2 separate regions of the Hordeum vulgare genome follow, and region 2 is linked to region 1. A link is a contact called in public Hi-C data. All regions are on one chromosome and are shown on one strand. Each heading gives the region's core, a stretch centred on a gene start, on an enhancer-like site or on the middle of the called end of the contact. The rest is flanking DNA. Distances are from core to core; before and after follow the strand shown.

What was found. Hi-C and Micro-C count contacts between places; a contact is called where the count stands out from the background.
Region 2: a contact with region 1 is called in a Hi-C map of leaf, with 2.5 times the contacts expected there. The contact joins the promoter of LOC123448205 here to the promoter of LOC123448173 in region 1. A contact is called at or near these places in 2 of 6 Hi-C or Micro-C datasets (leaf and seedling).

The regions. Positions count from the first base shown.
Region 1 is chr1H:485,885,643-485,888,385 of MorexV3_pseudomolecules_assembly, reverse strand. It overlaps LOC123448173 (probable cytokinin riboside 5'-monophosphate phosphoribohydrolase LOGL7), which reads left to right and starts at 1,353. Exons shown (of 7, transcript XM_045124984.1): 1 at 1,353-1,561; 2 at 1,713-1,810; 3 at 1,934-1,964; 4 at 2,460-2,559; 5 at 2,647-2,717. The coding sequence starts at 1,451.
Region 2 is chr1H:486,428,408-486,431,107 of MorexV3_pseudomolecules_assembly, reverse strand. LOC123448205 (SWR1-complex protein 4) reads left to right here and starts at 1,284. Exons shown (of 16, transcript XM_045125029.1): 1 at 1,284-1,535; 2 at 1,619-1,714; 3 at 2,613-2,678. The coding sequence starts at 1,422.

The DNA of each region.
Region 1 (2,743 bases), core at 104-2,603:
AACCCTTAAACTTTCATCTAACGACCGTCAGTCATTTTATACCTTCAACCATTCTCTTAAAAACACATTACAACACCTCATCTTCTTCCTTCCCACACTTTCTTTCCAACCGCCCCCACTCATCATCGACCAGACCGTCAACCACAAGCCTCTCCTCCCCGCCCTCCCCTCAACCGCTGCTCACCATCATGTTGCCGCCGTCCCCGACCCTCCCTCTAGCCCCAATGATGCCTAATTTTCTTTCCGACAAACCTGCACCACACACACGCCCCTAAGATAGATAATGGGGTCGTTTGCCATCCTAAGTTAGATAGTCTGGTCGCCGGCGAGCTTGTTCCTTTCCTCCGACGAGTCTTCCTCCCCTTTCATTGTTCGTTCCTTCACATGAAAATCGATGACCCAAATTTTGAATTAAGGCAACTTACGATTACCTATTGTGATTTTTTTTATACGAGAAAGTGGATCTGTTGGAGATGCTGTCACACTGTACATACGGGTCACCAACGAACGGTCGATGAAATTGACAAATCTCCCCGTTTCAATCGGTTGAGATAAAATTGACAACGGCGCGCATGTCGTGTTCCTGAAGATCCCGTGACGCGCCTCGGGGGCTCGGGGGATCGCACATTCGCGCAAACAATTTGCGCTGCTTGCTCGGATTGGCCCTTCCCAATATACGATGCGCTCATCGGATCTGAACCGAGCGCCGTCCATGTATGTAAAGTAAAGCATTCACTTTGCGGTTAACACGTCTCCCTCCCCTTTGACCTGTCTATTTCGGCCACGTTCGACTAACCATCTTGTTGATGATGCCTTTCGCTAGCTAAGCTTTCACCTGCTCGATCGAGACCCAAAGGCCAGAGCCAAAAGTGTGTTAGAGTACTGCTCGTAGCTGTTACCGCCGGCGCTGTCTCCTGACACTGACGGTGCTAGTGGTAACTTGTTCGGTTCGGTGGCGTGCATGCTCCTCGTGCCACAATGGAGGCATGGTTAGACGATCCAGATTTGCATGGCGTACTGTAGGGCCGGCGACGGATGGTCCATGTCTCCATGCGATGCGGCATCGGCGCCGGCGAGAACAGTGCGGCCCATGCCGTTATCCTGAGGCGGGGCAGCGGCAGTCAGTGTGACGGGACGGGCAAGATTCTCGAGGACGGCGGGAGGGAGACAATTCAGAGTTACAGGCTTTCGTCAGAGCAGGGATGGGGGACCCGGGGCTACGGCGATTGGTGTCAATTGGCATGGCGTGGCGTGGTCACCGCGCGCGCGAAAGTGACAGCGACGAAGCAGGGGGCGCGACCCCGACCCCGGAGTTAAATGGAGCCGGTCGTTACCCAGCGTCACCTCGTAGCAGCTGTCTTGACGCCACCACCGTCGGCGCGCGCAGCCACGACGACGCCGCCGCCGCCGCGAGCCGAGGTCGGTCGGAGAAGTGCCCGGTCGGCCGGCGATGGCGGATGGGGCGGCGAGCAGGTTCCGCACGGTGTGCGTCTTCTGCGGCAGCAGCGCCGGCCGCCGCAGGGTGTTCGGCGACGCCGCCCTCGACCTTGGCCACGAGCTGGTGGGTGGATCAAATGGCCAAACTAGGAGCTACAAACTCGCCTCTGCTCTGCCAACGCGCATCTTTGCTAGCTATATGCTCCGCAGCTCCATGGCCGTGCGGCGTTTGGGTTGCGAGAGCTAAGCCGTGTGGGATTCATCGATCCTTGCAGGTGAGGAGGGGCGTCGACCTCGTCTACGGCGGCGGCAGCATCGGCCTCATGGGCCTCATCGCGCGGACGGTGCTCGACGGAGGCCGCCGTGTCGTCGGGTACGTACGTCCGTCCGTGTACAGCTTCCTTCCCTTCTGCACGAGTTCTCCTCTGCTTCTTGCAGAGATGCTCTGCTCTGCCGTTCTAAACTTCTAATACTTGCACTGAGTGTTTCTTGGCAGGGTGATTCCCAGGGCTCTCATGCCCGTCGAGGTACGCTACCTCGACGATTCAGATTTCTATCTATCTACATTCTACTGCACGTACTTAGCATTCTGTACGGGTAGCCTCCCAGAGTAAGAAAATGCTTTCCGGTTCAGTCACGTGGTGTGTACTGATGTTTGAAATTCATGCATCTTCCGACTCATCCTGAAACTGAACTGTGAAAGAAGTGAAAGTTCTTGCACTTTTCCTGCAATAATTTTAAAAGAAGTAAAAAAAACATAGAGAAATTCATGTGAATTTGGTCAAGGTTTTTATTTTTGTCATCTGAATCCAGCCGTACACCTGAAGTTCACTTGGCACATGAGGTTATCTCAGCTGAATTTGAAGTGTGTGGCCAAACATCCAAATTAAGTGCATCTTACTGAAATGCTGACCATGCCATCCCAGGGGGCGACGGATTGACACGTGTCTGATTTTGTACGTACAACATTATATATCCATCTGCCGTTTCTCTGAAAGTTTCACTTCAAATTGTACCGACAGATATTAGGTGAGAGCGTGGGAGAAGTGAAGGTTGTATCTGACATGCACGAGAGGAAAGCAGAGATGGCTCGACAGTCCGAAGCATTCATCGCTCTTCCAGGTTCCACATGTCTAACGATCTTCCTAATCGTTCTGCCATCATCGCTGATAAGTAAGTAGAAATTGCTTACAATTTTCTGTTCATCAGGGGGGTACGGAACCATGGAGGAGCTGTTGGAGATGATAACATGGTCCCAACTCGGAATTCACAACAAACCGGTAAGCAACCGAGGATAGCAAAACGC
Region 2 (2,700 bases), core at 35-2,534, 540 kb before region 1:
ACCAGACTCCCCTCTGGTGGTTCTTTGCTATAGTATTTCTCTTTTCTTCCAAACAAATGTCAAAAAAATTCGTCCAATTTTGAAAACTTTTATTTCTGCACAAAAAACAACATCACGGTAGTTTTGCTGAAAACAACGTGAGTTCGGGTTAGTTCCATGCAAATCATACCAAAACCATATAAAATGTTGTAAACATGGCATGAGTAATTAATAAATTATAGATATATTGGAGACGTATCACTCATCAAAGTGGATTATTATTTCAGTACAAAAATGAATTTTCCATTAGCAGCGAGGTGTATGTAATTATTTTGTCAACGACATGGATCCATCACTCTAGTCTTTGGCAGATGATATTTTCTAATATACGGTAGGTAAAATTTGGAGAGCATTGCGGGGTGTTGTGGGTATACCTTATGTTTGTTGTTTATAAAAATGACCATATCTCTATTATCTTATATCTTGATTTAACTTTTCCCCTCTCACGAGAATACAAAGGCAAAGCCTGCCTCCTCCCGATCTCTATTGGCGAGCCACATGGATTTGCCGCTCTCTACCTACCGCTTCGACGATCAATAGTGGGGAGGGGAATCTCGGTGCCTCGCTCCTCCTAGTAGAGATAGATTAGGATTTTAGTCTCCGTGTATGCAACACTTGAACGAATGACAACGCTGCATATCCGAGTCGGTCTTTGAGACTCCCATCCTTTTCAAGTTTGTCCGTCGGGACATATTCGACACAGCTCTGACATATATTCTTGTCGTCTCCTTAGGATGGCCAGGTTAGGATTTCTGCAATTGCGCGAGCCACTGGTGCTTTTTTGTTGCATGATGTTTGTGCAATCATGTTCCAATTGCAACAAGAATCTTGTTACAATGAGAAATCGCATGATGAGCAGATCGAACGAATCAGGACCTACCGGTCTTTACGGTGAACCTTTTTCTAAGACAAGATTGGGATCCTTTTTAAAGAAAAATATTCTTCTACCTGTGATTACAATTGTTATTCGTCTATTTTTCCCATCCAGAAAATCGTTTTCCAACTATCAATCAATTTTCTGACAAGCAAGGGTCGGAAAGTGACCTCCTGCCTCCTGGGTAGGGTAACATAATATTAGTTTAAATTAAGATAAATTTGACCAAAAAATTATAACTAACCTAAGATATTTTGACTTGGAAGCGGGACGGATCGGGTACCGCTCTACATCCCTACTGCTGGGCCAGATCCGGATTCCGGACAGCTTCGCCTACCGGGTCTGGATCGAGCTTTTCCCGGCCCGCTAACCATCGCCTTCCCCAACCCGGCATCCGTTTCCCCTCGCGAGAGCTCGAGACGTCCCCCATGTCGCGGTAAGACGACCGTCGAGAGCCCTAACCCTAGCTCGACCCACCGGCGTCCCCGTCCTCCTCCGGCCGTCCTCCATGGACGCGAAGGACATCCTCGGGCTCCAGAAGACCTCCTTCCCGTCCGCCCAGGAGAAGAAGCCGCGGCCGCCCAAGGAGCCGCAGCGCAAGCCCGATGGCGTCTCGCGCGAGGTACCGCCCTTCGTCACCCTCCCCCGCCCTCCTCCGCGCGTTTGGTTGTTCTCCCGGCGCTGACGCCCGTTGTGCGGATCTAGGTGTACGCGCTCACCGGAGGGGTGGGAATGGCGCCGCTCATGCCGACCATCGAGGCCTCGCACCTGAAGCGCCGGCCTGCTGTTGAGAAGGAGAAGGTGGGCGAGCAACTCTTCTGGTTTCAGCTATCTACTGAATAAACTGGTTACTGCTGTACCATTTGAACTCAGATTTCCATACACTACTATTTGTGCGTATGAGAATTTGGCATCCAGAGTGTGGTCATTACCTGCGGGGTTGAGCTAGGAGTACACACGAAATGTTAACTGATTCATGTACCTTTTTTTTTGCGGGTTGGTTCATGTACAAATTAATTGCTGTATTGAGTTGGCGGTCAAGCCAGCACTTTGTTATCATACTAAATCGCATCGGGTGCATTGTATCATCTGGGTAGTCGCCAGCGAAGACTTTTGGTGCTACCCGGTCAAAGAAACATAATGCATATGACATGCACCCCCACTTAATGAAACATTTTGATCTCAAACTTGATATTTTCTTTTGTAATTATACTCTATGAATCACAGTCAGACTTCTGCTTTCGTAGGACTGCCGACCTTCTGTGTTGCTTTCATATCTGCTAGTGATCTAAATTTGTGCAGTTAGTGTTATTAAATAGTTGTGTAAGGGTAAGTCTAGTATCATATAGCATGATAAATCAGCTTTGTGTTGAACTTCATGCCATAGAATGCAGAACATGACTAGTCTTATATGCCATCCTTTCTTATTTTAGCTTAGCATTTGGTTTTCTGTTGATTGTTCCTTTATTTCAGATCATTAAAATGTTATATGCTCTGGTCAGCAAATTTATATCATTATCACTGCATGGGACACTGTAATAGTTTCCGCACACCTAGTTTGAATGATACTATTGGCTTTATGCATAACATGAATTCCAAGCATGAAGTGTCCAGTCTGTCACTTATATCTGGGGAATGCTGTTGGGACCAATGGACTGCTGTATGTGGTTTAACTTGAGAATATCAATTACTTGCGCAGGTAGCATGGCGGTGGCTACCTTTCACATCATCTGCACGAACTGACAATCTGCAACTTTACCACTGGGTCTGTCTCTGACGCTTCACTA